Regions from separate parts of the Zea mays genome. Here region 1 is linked to region 2. Evidence: chromatin contacts called from public Hi-C data. All regions are on one chromosome and are shown on one strand. Each heading gives the region's core, a stretch centred on a gene start, on an enhancer-like site or on the middle of the called end of the contact. The rest is flanking DNA. Distances are from core to core; before and after follow the strand shown. Region 1 holds the start of LOC103627575 (probable protein phosphatase 2C 26). Region 2 has its middle 10 kb from the start of LOC109939591.

The links. A called contact is a pair of places that touch in the nucleus more often than the background predicts.
Region 1: a contact with region 2 is called in a Hi-C map of endosperm, with 2.1 times the contacts expected there. The contact joins the promoter of LOC103627575 here to the enhancer-like site in region 2. A contact is called at or near these places in 3 of 25 Hi-C or Micro-C datasets (ear, endosperm and tassel).

Annotation. Positions count from the first base shown.
Region 1 is chr5:206,232,558-206,239,489 of Zm-B73-REFERENCE-NAM-5.0, forward strand. It overlaps LOC103627575 (probable protein phosphatase 2C 26), which reads left to right and starts at 4,653. Exons shown (of 5, transcript NM_001357211.1): 1 at 4,653-6,141; 2 at 6,320-6,406; 3 at 6,494-6,607; 4 at 6,693-6,932. The coding sequence starts at 4,846. It overlaps LOC118472098 (a long non-coding RNA gene), which reads left to right. Exons shown (of 3, transcript XR_004849678.1): 2 at 1-737; 3 at 1,186-1,749.
Region 2 is chr5:206,132,719-206,139,446 of Zm-B73-REFERENCE-NAM-5.0, forward strand. No RefSeq gene overlaps it. Among protein-coding and RNA genes, the nearest start is that of LOC109939591, 10 kb to the left of the region's middle. Within about 2 kb of position 4,418, at least 17 of the 20 cell types and tissues checked have an H3K27ac peak or open chromatin away from gene starts, as enhancers often do. A contact at or near this core is called in ear, endosperm and tassel, where this site is marked.

The DNA of each region.
Region 1 (6,932 bases), core at 3,403-5,902, 100 kb after region 2:
CCATATCTTTGAGTAAAGGATACCTTGTACTGTGGTATTAAGAAACTCTGGCAATTAATTTACTTTGTCATGTCAAATTTACTTTTGCAAATGGCTAATCTATCACGCAGCTATTGATCCATCATCCATCCACAGCACTTCTTATCTGTTCTGAATAACCTTGTGTGTTCGATGAAAAATATAAGATTTTTTTTTCACTTGATCATCGTAGCAATATCCTGAAATTTGAGCAAATTTTACCCTTAACATACCAGTTTGCCTTGGCTGCACAGCTGTCTGTTGACAGCAGCTTCCAAGCTCTACAATCTTTATGGTTCATAATAGGCAACTTTCTCAGTTCATTGAGTGGATCAAATCACAAAAAAAAAAGGTGATGAATTGGTAAGTAATCAAAGAAACTATTTCTCTGTATGTATATAGCACAGGAGCCTATGATATTGTGGTTACTGAGCACTCCAAGTTACTTATTTTAATTTCATAGGGATAGAACTTTTTATTCACTAGGGTCCATCCTCCAAGTTCCCTTTTTTATATTTCTTGGGCCCCTGCAGAATCACTCCCAGAATAGTGGATTTGGTCTCCTGGGTCGAGTTTCCTGGAGCTAAGCATCTTTGCTGCCGGTACCACAATAGATCTGCTGGCTTTTGGCCGTCAGCAGGAGCAGAAGGCTGTTTTGATGGTACATTTGTTTGATCTCTAGTCTTAAAGCCAAAGGTCAATGTTCTGTGCTGCAAAAGGTGCACTGGACTTTCTTTATTTCATTATCAATGTCCTAGTTCTGTAGAGGGCACATGTCTCTTGTCCCTCCGTACCTATTTAGGTATCACTATAGATTTTTTTTTTCAAATTAATCTATAATTTTTTAATAATACTTCTATCTCTAAATAAAGTTATTATAAAATAAATTCAACAATCTATTTAATAATACTAATTATGTGTTATAAATAACATATTTATTTGTATATTTAATTAAAGTTAAATATATCTGACTTCTCACAGTACACATCTGTAATTTTTTTAGTTCATCTTGCTCCAGTCCAGCCATAGGCCCATAGCCCTGGGGCCTGGGCTAGGTCCTCTATCTGCTTGCATTGGACTTGAGAAAATATATTGCCATTGCAGAACTTTTAGCCTCTACTCCCATGTTGCTCTATTCTATATTAATATATGGTTATCTTAATCCAGGGACATGGCGACTAACAGAAGTCCAAGATTCCTTTCTCATGGATGGATGGTCCCAATTGAGTTGGACGTTTTCGGTGGGAAGCGGACAAACCAAAGCAGGTTCCCGTTTGACACCTAAACTTTCTTATACAAAATTACTTCTTGCAAGACCTTTTCCAACATAACACTTACATATAAATCTGCATCCTTCTAACCCTAACGCTTTCTAGTTGTCTGAATTGTGCCCATATTTTGAAGCACATGAAAGTCTATTCCTTGTCATGGGAGCAATCAAGAGATTGCTTAGATCACTAGCTCACTGTTGAACGTTGATTGGTTGGCGCGAGCTTTGCTTCGATCGTGAGGAGTGGGTGATTTGATCCATTCATCGCTTGTTCTGAGCATTCGGGGACTAGGTTGTGGCAAGACAAAATCTGATTGGAAGTATTGATACAGGTTGTGGCAAGACATTTTTTTAGTTTTATAATCCCTTTCTCGAGAAAAAAAGAACTACGTGTTCTGCACGTGACGTACGACAACAAAAAAAACTGGTGCTTTATAGTAATAGAAGACAAAACTATATCTAATTCATTCTCTATGCACCCCGCAGCTCCTTGCTCAAACCAGAGCACTGGACTGAATGAACAATGAGAATAGCTAGATCGAACTCAGCAATTGATATCTCTTAAACATAGTTGGCTCTAAGAAAAAATTCTGAGAGCGCTGTGAAGGGGCGTGGCCAGGGGGTGGGTCTGGCGGAGGGCGCAAGCTGAGTCCTAGTGGTGAAGGGGCGCGACCAGGGGGCAGAGGGAAGGGGTCAGCGGCCTGGTCTAGGGATGGCCGACGATGGGGGCCCGACACACTGAGGAGGCCACCGGCTGGGTAGGGGCCCAAGGAACCGGCGACTTTGGGTGTGAGAGGGTGGGGAAGAGAGAGAGAAACTGGCTCTGATACTAAGATAGAATGAAAAACCTTAACTTAGGGTTGAGAGTTGTATTAATAGACTTAGATTGTTGGGTCTGGCCCATTACACAGGGATATAACTGTGATTAAGGGGCTAACTCCAAAACCCTAAGCGGGTACCCTAAGACTGTCTCCAGTGGTTCGCGTAAAATAGGGGGACGCGGAACTGTATATGACACTGTTTGCATAGTAAAGTTTAAAATAGTGAATGCCATTGGGGATTGAATATGAGATTTGATGGAGATAGCCTAACACCACCTGTCTTTTATTTTTTAGTGACACAACGTCATCATACCTCTTCGCTTTGGTGTTGGACAGGTGAGAGGATTTTTTAATCATAGTCTGAAACTCGAGTGTTGCTCAGACCATCAAACCAACTCAACTAGAGTCTCTTTTGCTTACTGATAATTCTTTTAACTCGAGTTCTTCAGTTCTCTAATGTTAACCTAATGTCAGTAACGGATCTAACGGTAGGGCGGGTGGGGCTCTAGACCCCTCTACCGCTACTAATACTAAACTCTTAGAGCCTCATCGAAGCTCCTCCTAAATTTAAAAATGTGCAAACTATTATATATGTCTACTACGAATGATTATTGATATCATATCGTTGTAACACTTTAATTTAGCCACTCCTAACTTTTTTTTTTCAGTTCCGCTTCCGTCCCAGCCTGCTGTGTCGTTAAAACATTACAGTACTTCTTTTGTTTGTCTTGGCACATGTGGAGTCTCTGATTTTTTTCAACCAACTTTTCGATCTCATACACTTGTCTGTTGCTTGCTGAGATTTCACAGCGGGACGGGGGACAAGTAGAGGCCAAAAAACAATGGGAACGCAGTTCGGCACACTGAATTTTGACTTGCCAGGTGCCCTCAGAGATCAGAATCCAATGCTCCCTGACGGCCTGACCCCCTCTCGCTGTCTTTCGCCCCCTCCCCCCTACTACACTCACGTGAAACATCCTGTGGAAGTCTTCTGTTCCTCCGTTTGCCCATGTTTTTGTCCTTTGTTTGTTGTTGGTGCCGTTGCGCTGACAGCTGGGTTTGGAAGAGTGAAATACGTTGTTCAAATTAGTTAGTTGCTCGCATATTACTATGGTTTTATATCATGTATGTAAATCTTACTTAAATAAGTTTTTTATTAAAACACGATTCTATTTTTTAGTTTTAAATTATTAGCATATATATTTACAATATCTATTTTATAGAAGCCAAACTCTTTATATCAAGTGAGTAGGGTTCAAATCCGCTATATCCTATTTTTTGGATATTCTATGTGGGAGGATAAATTTATTCGACCGCTAACGCACGAAGAAACTCACGCTTAAATGTAGTAGAGAGGTATTTATTTAAGCAGAGATATTGAAGGCTGAAATCTGGTAGCGTAGAACCTACTCATTTCGTTCTTAAATTATTTTTTATTAAACCACTATAAAATATCTTGATGACTCCCAATTTCTAGGAATACTTTAAACAAACAGTTTAGCAAAACTAAAATATGTACAATACATTTAAGAGTATGACAAATATATATAAAAAATAAAATTTTTTTAATATAGGTATTTATATATAAAGAACTTGATTTAGAGGACGTGTTGTTGGAGACGAAGAATATAGAGTACACAATATAAATTCTATGATGAGATAGGAGTTAGAAAATAAAGCTGAAAAAGCCTAAGGCCCCGTTCGGCAGGCCAGCGTCCAAACCAGGCCAGGATCGAAAGCAGCCCAGGATCAAGTGATACATGTGTTATCACTAATTCCTGGTCACTAGTCCAGGAACCAATCCAGGAGGTAGCTCACCAGGACTCGTTCCAGACTAAGAATTGAGCGAAAGGAATTCAAATCAGGTGGGTCTGTTTCTGGTCCAGATTAAAACGAACGGCTCTAGTAGACTGGGCCGGATTCTAAGCCGGGTTGATTCATCCCGCCCGGAAAGAGGCCGGGAATAGGCCGTTCCAGCCGAAACGAACGACGCCTAAACCGTATCCTTGTCAAACGCAGGCACACTTTGTAAACCGTGCCTGACATTTTTCTTTGAGACCGACGAGGAGCCCACTAGGGCGCCGGTCATCCAGTTCGAGGTCCCTAGGCTCTAGCTGGCCCGCCAAAGCCATCCAATTTGCCGCGCCACCGCGCGAATTTACTCATATGCCCCTGGGTGGAGTCCCATCTGCCGTAATTAAACCGAGTACGGGTGGCAGACTGGAAGGACAAGCGTTGACTTAATGACTACTCTCCCCTCCGCAGTCCGCACCCTCCACGTCAACACCGCGCCGCCACGTCACTGCTTCCCCTTTCTGCTCTCTACAGCCGTGCAGCGTGAGGAAGGCGGGTGCGGTTGCGCCGCTGCGGACAAAACGACCACACACAAGGCCACAACCACAAGTCCACAACCATACAAGCTCCACCTGGCAGCTGGCACGGCGCTCTTCCGGTCTCCCGGGGCTCGGCTCGTGTCTTGAATTTTTTTGCATGGGAAACATTGAGGAAGACTGATTTTGTCAAACGGACCCCGTGGCCACTGCAACTGCCAACTGCAAGTCATCGCTCACGGCGCACTCGCGCACGGCGCACTCTTCGGCTCCTCCCCTCCTCGGCAGTGCGGCACTGCGGCGTATACTAGTAATAAAAAGGTACTCGGTCTCGGAGTAGCTTGGCGAGTGCTCCACATCGTCTGCTTGGCTGCTTTCCACCGCCGGAGACGGAGTGTCGGATGCCATGGGCAGCGGCGCGTCGCGGCTGCTCACCGCGTGCGCGTGCTCGCGGCCGCCGCCGGCGCCAGCGGACGACGGGCCGTGCCTGGACGACGCGCTCGGCCACTCCTTCTGCTACGCCGCCAGCTCCGCCGCCGCCGCCGCCGCGGGCCATTCGTCATCCTTCCGCCACGCCATCTCCGGCGCCGCGCTCTCCGCCAACTCCTCAGTGCCCGTGCCGATCTACCAATCCTCCGTCGCCGGCGGCATGCCGCCGCAGTACCACTCCGCGTTCCACACTTCCTCGTCGTTCTCCTCCGCGCCGCTGCAGCTATCCAACCTCTCCTCGGGGCCGCTCTTCCTCTCCGGGCCCATCGACCGCGGCGCCCAGCTCTCCGGCCCGCTCGACCAGGCCGTGCCCTTCTCGGGCCCGCTCCCCGCGAAGCCCACCAAGCCCGCTCGCCCCTCGTCGTCGCGAGGGTTCTCGAGGAGGTTCAGGAAACCCTCGTTCGGCAGCCTGCGGCGGAGCATCTCGGAGAAGAACCGACCATGCGTCGTGCCGCTCCGCCGGGAGGACGGCGTTCAGTGGGCGCACGGCCGCGCCGGGGAGGACAGGGTCCACGTGGTTGTCTCCGAGGATCAGCGCTGGCTTTTCGTCGGCATCTATGACGGCTTCAACGGCCCCGAGGCCCCGGACTTCCTGGTCGCTAATCTCTACCGCTTCCTGCTGCGCGAGCTCCGTGGGATCTTCTACAAAGAGGCCGATCCGGAATCCAAGCGACTGTGGCAGTTCCTGGCGGATGGCGAGGACGAGGATAGCGAACTCGACTTCTCGGGCTCCGGCCGGTTCGCGCTATCGCTTGCCAGGCTCAAGGAGCAGAGGCATCCCTTGTGGGCCCATGCGGCCGCCGCTGGCGATGGTCAAAGCGGCAGGGAGTGGGGAGTTAAGAGGTTGACGGCCGCACCGGCGGTGAGGGATCACAGGGCGGTACTGAGCGCACTGGCCCGGGCGCTAGCTACGACGGAGTCGGCGTACCTGGACATGACCAGTCAGTCAATGGGATCCCACCCAGAGCTGGCAGTGACCGGAGCTTGCCTGCTCGTGGTCCTGTTGAGGGATGACGACGTGTATGTAATGAACCTTGGGGATAGCCGTGCCATTGTGGCGCAGCGACGGGACGACGAAGATTGCTTGATTGGGAGCATTCCGGTGGAGGACATTGGTGTGGGCTTGGAGATCGAGACAAGGATCCCTGGGTATTCGGCAATTGGGCTCGAGGCATTGCAGCTGTCGACTGATCATAGCACGAGCGTTGAAGAGGTAACCTTTTTGCAGACATAGCTGAATTGATGCATAGTGCTAAATTGCTAATGCATTTGTGCATCTACTGAGTTTACTGAAAAGATGAGCTTGCATCATATAAAAAAAATATTCAAACACATTTTTTGTTATCCTGGTTGAACATGCCCTCTGGTAGCTTCTGTGAATACATGTGCAGTATGTGGACTGGCCTGTTCAACAGCATGGTTTTACAATCGGCAGACCATTTTTCTTTTGGAGTTATGAATTTATATATCGTGGGATAGTATGAGTGGATGTGAAGCATCATAAGTGTTTTAATCTATGAATTCTTTCTGCATATGAACTCATGTTCTTTTGTGTTGATGTGCAGGAAGTGCAGAGGATCAGACGCGAACATCCAGATGATGATCAGTGTGTTGTTAATGATAGAGTGAAAGGTCGTCTAACAGTTACCCGTGCATTTGGTGCTGGGTATCTCAAACAGGTAAAGAGACTGTAGGTTGATTGTTATGAAAGGTCCATGTAGGGGAAACAAGTAAATTTTAATGAGAAGTCTGTCTGATTTACAGGCAAGGTTCAATGATGGGTTGCTAGAGATGTTTCGCAATGAGTATATAGGTGATACCCCATATATATCATGCACACCTACTCTTTGCCATCATAAGCTCTCCATCAGGGATCAGTTTCTTGTTCTTTCGTCTGATGGCTTATATCAGTACCTAAGCAATGAGGAGGTAGTGCTGCATGTTGAGAATTTTATGGAGCGGTTTCCTGAGGGTGATCCTGCACAGAGTTTAATTGAGGAGCTA
Region 2 (6,728 bases), core at 3,168-5,667:
CATCCTGTCCGTGTCGCTGTTGTTGGCGTCTCTTTAATTTCCTTTTTCTCACAAATGCATTACAGGCCGGCACGCTACTGATTTGGCATAGAGAAGCACCCCCGGACAGGAGAAGAGGACCCTCCGCGACATGTCTGCATTTTACTGGCGCATATATAAAATAAACAAACCAAGTCTGTTTTAGTGCGTTCGCATAAAAGTAAAAAGATGACGAGTAAAACTAATTGACTGATAGTGATTTATTTCTGGTCGATTTAGCAGGAGGGCTAGCACCTTTTTGATCATTGCTTTCTTCCTCTCACAGAGAATTGCATTGCATTGCATGACATAAATATTTATACCGTACCTGGCTAGCACTATATATATTATTTTAGCACATCAAAAACGAGTATGACTGGCGCGGCGCCTAGCTATTCCGTATCATACCACCACGGAGAAGTTGGCAGGAGGCTGCATGCGGTTCACTTTACGGCAATTAATCTATTCTATAATCGCATTTCCGCGCTAACATTTCGCTTTGCTCGATCCTAGTCCCCCCGCAGTCGTCATCGTGGATCAGTAACGAACGCTTTTGAAAATCTTCTAGACCTCAGCAATCTGGCACAGCTGATCACCACGACACGAGTGCGATTGCGGCCTTCTGCTGCTAATCTGCGTCGTCTGCTACGCTGGTAGAGCTAGGCATACCGGTTTCTTGATGTAAACCGATATGGCACACTTTGAGTGGCATACCTAATTCTCATCACATACTACCCCAGCCCAGGCACTTTAGGTGGTTACAGGGTGCATAACGTACTCGACCGACCTGCCTCTCGCATGAAAACAACGTGACGTTACAATCATGGCATTTTTTTTGCAGTAAGAGCCGAGCGTCTCCCTCCTTTACCTCGCCGTCGCCCTCCGATGGCGCCCCACTACCACCCCCTGCCTCTGGCTTTCGATCGCGCGCCCGCAGACGGGACGGAGCAGGGAGCGGTGGCATGGCAGCTGGCAACCGCGCGCATGACAACAGCTTGAGATGTTAGGTTGCTTCAGCCGACGGCGACGAGGCGGCCGGCCCGGCCGGGAGGAGTACTGGTACGAGATGAGCATGAGCTGAGCTGACCCGGCCGGTTTATTGTGCTTTGAGCTCTTCGGTTGGTCCAATTGATAGCTTGCTGGGGATCGTCGTACTCGTACATGCATGCAGGTGGAGCGTCGTAGATCTCCTCAATTCTGATGGGTACAGAGTACAGAAAGTGACCTAGTAGCGGCTAGTAGCAGTTGATAGTACGGTCCTGGAGTGCCGTGGCCTTGTTTTTTTGGAGGGCGCGGCTTTCAGTGGCTGCCACGCGCGCGTTTCATGAGAAGGAGATAAACCTCCTCCCTCCTTTCCTGCAGAGCAGAGAAAGCGCGCGAGGGACATTCATGTACCCGTGCTATAGCTATAGCGTAGGCTAGGCTTACCTGCTGCCTGTTTCCTCCCTCCCCTTTCTTCTGATCATCCGATGGCTGACGGCTTCCTCCCTGCTAGTGCTATATGCGCCGAAAACGACATGCTTCTTGTTGTCAGTGTCACACTGCTGCTGAGCACATAGGAAGAATGCTGACGGTAGAAATTCGTCCATGCATTGTGCAAGTAGCCAACAAGTGCAGCTATAGCGCGCGCATGCGTAGCGTAGTACGTACCATCATATCACATTATACTTCACGTTCACTGCACCCTGTAAAAACAGCCGGAGCGAGCCGGAGATAAGTCAAGAAAGCTGACTTTTCGGCAGCAAATTCTTCGGTCTGGACTCTCTAGCTATGTAGTGGAATGCATCCCGGGAATCTGACAGCAATAGCTAGCTGGTATTAAGTAGGTCTGCCCCCCGTTTTTTCTTTCTTTCCGAGAATCTTTTTCCTGTTTTTTAAAAGATAAAAAGGGTATGCGTTTACGAGCAAAATTCAGATAAATTGCAAAAAAAAAACGTTGTACTGCTAATCTGTCATTTCAAATCGTTCCCAGTGACTAGGTGTCATGAATCATGATTGCCTTTGACAGAGCATACCGTACCAAACATAAAAGGTGCTCGATCGATCGGTGCCGCTGCGGCGTGGGGTTGGACAAACAGTACAGCTAGAGATTTTCAGTATCCTGCGGGAGCATATAAGCTCCACGATTTTCTACAGCTTTTATGTGGCTGAAAGTCATGTAGTTTTTCCTCGCGCACAAAACGTGCCCCTGGACCATGCTATCAACATGATCCTCACCGGCATACGTCCACAGCGTCAACTGTTGCGCCATATAGATGCCCAAGAAAGGTGGGGTCTTGTTAATAGTTGTAGGCCATTCAAATTTGGGAGCTGAGTTGCATTGGGACCATGTCCGAAAGGTCGTCTCATTTCACATCGCGGCGGATACCGGGGCCACTGCCGGCGAGATAAGCTAGCTAGAACAGTTTCGGTTAATGTACAGGACAGCAATGCCCGTTGGGGCATAGCATAGTACCGTATTGTAGGCGTACATTCGGGCCGCCGGCCCGGCCCAAGCCTGAATATGCTCGTATTGTTTGAATTTCGGGTCGGGTCGGTCCGGCCTGGTCTGTTTGAATTTTGGACCTTGCTGGCTCGGCCCGTAATTGTTTAAACGTGCCGGCTTATTTCGGGCGGCCCAAAATTATAAAAGCCCGAAATTCACATTAGGACCCGAAATTTAGTTTTTGGCCCGAAATTTTCATTAGAGCCCGAAATTCAAAACAAATTTAATAAATCAAATAAAAGATAAGACAAATAAATTTGACCAATGCAAACTTAATATTTGTATTAAGTTACTAGAGCTATGCACTACCGGAATTTGGCTCTTTGCCGAGTGTCATATTCTTTGCCGAGTGTTTTATTTCGGGCACTCGGCAAAGAGCTCTTTGCCGAGTGCCACACAAAAAACCCTCGGTAAAAGAAAACACTCGGCGAAGAAGCTCTTTGCCGAGTGTTTTATTTTTGACACTCGGCAATGATTACATCGTTTACAAATTATTTTTTAGAAAGAAAAAGAGTATAATCAGCTCTATTTAAAGTTCGTAAGTTCAGTTCATTATCTCATGTTCATAACAAAAATAAAATTACATCACATACTCTAATTCAAAGCTAAAAAAACATCTAACTAACAATATCTCTACCTTTGTGTTTTTATCAAGTACATGAAAGTGTGAAATGAAGTGTGATTTTAATAAATATATAGGTCTTTTCGTGCCTCTATAGGGGCCATTTCGTGTCTGCCTTAAATGGACCGTGCTCGTGCCCGACCATGGGCCGTGACCTCGACCCAAACCCGACCCGGCACTAAAATATTTCGGGTCGTGCCGTGCATAAACCGTGCTTTTTTTCGTGCTTTGGGCCGGTCCATCAGACCTGGTCCAAACGTACACCTATACACTGTATTGTCAAATGGTAGTAGACGTACTTGATTCTTGCAACAACAAAATAAAAATAAGAACGGCGATGCTATTTAGGTAATACTAACTCTGTCTTAAACACAATGCATTTCTAATTCTTCTCTTAGTTAGGCTATCTAAAGTTTGATCAAATTTATATAAAAGATATCCATATATATGATAGCAAATAGGTATAATATGCTAAGATATATTCAATAAAGATTTTGGCTTATTTTGTATTATAAATATTGATGATTTTCAATTAAATTTAAGATGTTTTGCCTCAGTGCTATGCTCAAACTGCATCCTTTTCTAAATATAGGGGGTACACTGCATCCTTTCCTAGGAGGCCGTCGGATATAATATAGCCGTCGGAACTATGTTGTTTTATTGTTGTGAAATTTGTAGCTTTTGTATGATGATGATGATTATTCCACGTCTTTATACCCAAGCCATACGGAAATGTCTATGCACGCGAACATGTTCGTTTCATATATCATATACTCCATATAACAGAGAAGAGTGTTGCTCTACATATTAATATGGCCTCTGGGTGATTTGCTGCCTAAAGCGGAGTGGTGTCATGAATCATACCACTAGCTTGAATGGTTTGATTTCTAGGAACAGAAAGGAGTTGTTTGGCCCGATTCTCCTGAAAGCACATTTTATTTTACTTTAATCATGAAAGCTTCACAAAACTCAAATTCTAATACGAAAGGAGAATCAAGTTGGCAGCCGTCTCCCACTATGACACTATTTTTTGGGTTAAAAGTATAGCAATATCGTGATTCAAAAAAAAGGGTTACAACGAGACAGATTCTGTCTGATACAAGCTTATCGAGTGAGCCGAACTGCCGCACCGACAATTTAAGGCCCAAAACTCTTTGGACCAAAATCACCTCAACGAAAATGACAACTGATAGCCTTGCTAAATCAGTGTGGTCTACTTTCAAAAGATCATTGTGGTACAGAAAGTCAGACATCCAGCCTAGGCCCATTTTGATCGAGTGAGCCTACGGAGGACCAGTTGCGTGCACACCGGGACGAATCCAGGGCCTAGGCTGCCCTGGCTACAGCCCATGTAGCACCTAAAACCCCTTTATAATTTTGGCCCAATAATATTGTTAAAACAAGAAGTTTAGAAGCCCAAACCCTGTTTTGTGATCTAGCCTAGCAACCAGCATGCAGCCCTTGCCCTTACGAAGCTAGAGCATCGATTTCCACAGTTGTCCACTCCTCTCGTATTTAAATAGTAAAAAACTAAAACTATATATAAATAAAAATGTAAATCGTGGTTGTTGGTCTTAAATATATATTCACATCCATCTAGTCAAAATAGAAGACACATATATTTATGTTTTAAACTATATACTCATAAATAGAAACGGTAACCGTAGTCAAGTACGAATACTTTGCTAGTAGGATATATCCAGTAGAATTCATATCCTACTTTCTATCTTACATCTTATTTTAAACTACCAAGTAGACAATGTAGACTACAATGTAAAATAGTGGTTTACACTACCATATATACAATCTGCTGAGTATGATCTTAGATATGTTTCCTGATAAGGGTTATATGGGTTAATATCAATCATATTTCATAAAAAGACTTATTTTTATATAATAATAACATATTTCTCATAATAAATAACAAGAATAAAGTTCTCCCACGACTGTCTCATGTCTCCCTTTATGCTCGCGCTACTAAGACTATCTCCAATAGAGTGCGGAAAATAGGGGACGCGGAACTGTATGTAACACTGTTTGGTACTATTTGCATAGAGAAGTTTACACGGAACTTCAACACCCTCCTAATGTCTATTATTGACATGAGGGTTCACAATTTGAATCTAGGATATCCAACGACATTGTTACTCAATACATCATCAGTAGTCCTATATTATAACATTGTTATAGGTCGATCTATACCAACTCTTCTTTAAGTTGGCAAATCCTTGGCTTTGTCAAACTATCCTACGCGAAAGCCATCGTTTCCATTCGTTAAATCAAGAAGCACAATATATCGTTATTGGTCCGCTCTAAACTAATGGTTTAGTATATTTATTCAATCTAAATTGAATTCTCGCTGTCAGATACATTTGGTAGATGTATTTCTATGATTACTTGCTTGCTACAGATTGAGCTATGTATTATCCTTACTACTTATTAAGACAGTAATAGTAGTCTGCCGTTCTGCCGTTGGCTAATCTACACCGTCCGTCCATCGTTCATCGCAAACCCCGCCGCTCGATTTGAGGTCCACCGCCCGCTCGACCGTCCCCCTCCCGAGGCTGAATCCGCCAACACTTGTCTATCGCAACCCCCTCCTCTCTCGCTCGACCCTCGTCCAACCGTCGCCGCCCATGCCCAGAGGCGAGTGGACGCCCGCGGCGGTGATGCCACGATCCGCGTTGCCGACGAGGGCGGAAGCGGTGACCTCTGCGACGAGGGCGGAAGCGGTGACCTCTGCGACCTTCGCCCCCGTCCGTCTCCCGTCACAGCCGCGCTTGAGCCGCAACGCCCCCTCCTTTCGAGACTACCGTCGCGTCGCACTTCGCGGGGACCCGGACCTCAACCTCCCGCTCATCGTCTTTGACGCGCCGCCGGCCTGCACGATCGCCCCGCTCCCGCAGGTAAACCCACTGCCATCTCCCGATTCTTTCTTTTTTGTTAGAATCACTGCATTGTTTTTAGGAATCCTGAGTTCTTCTCCTGCGCCCACAGCGGCTAGAGGACGTGGGCGAGGACGAATCGGTCGTGGGTGTCGTGGCTTCCCTACCTCACTGCCATCGCCATGCATCCCGCTCCCTTCACAGCCCCCACTGTGCAGATCAACCCTCCCACTTCTTTCCTAGACCCCGCCGCCATGGCGTCCTCCTAGGCCGATGTCGCGGATGCCGAGCCCGCCCCGCCTCCACAGGTCGCTGCTGCCGCATCCGGACATCGGTGGATTGCGGCAGATGCCATCCTCGACATCCGCCCCAGCGCATTCCTCCCTCAACGCCATCTGCCCGCCCGCACATCCGCCCAGGGGTGGCACCGCAAGACCCTCCCCAAAATCCTCGCCCCCCTCGCTTGATGCATGGTGCCAGATCTGCGACGGCGGCGGCAGACAGTGGATTCCACGCCGCGAGTGACTGTGAGTGGAGCTCCTGCGGACGCTGATCCGCCATCACCGTGGCAAAGAAGGAGCCTGCTTGGCCCTCCGGTGCGCCTGCTCCGCTTGACGCAGGCGACGGTGACCGGTGGATGCCACGTCGCGAGTGACGGTGGGTGCCGCCCCACTCTGCGCTCCCGCGGTTCGAATCCCAGCCGCAGGTCACGCTCCTG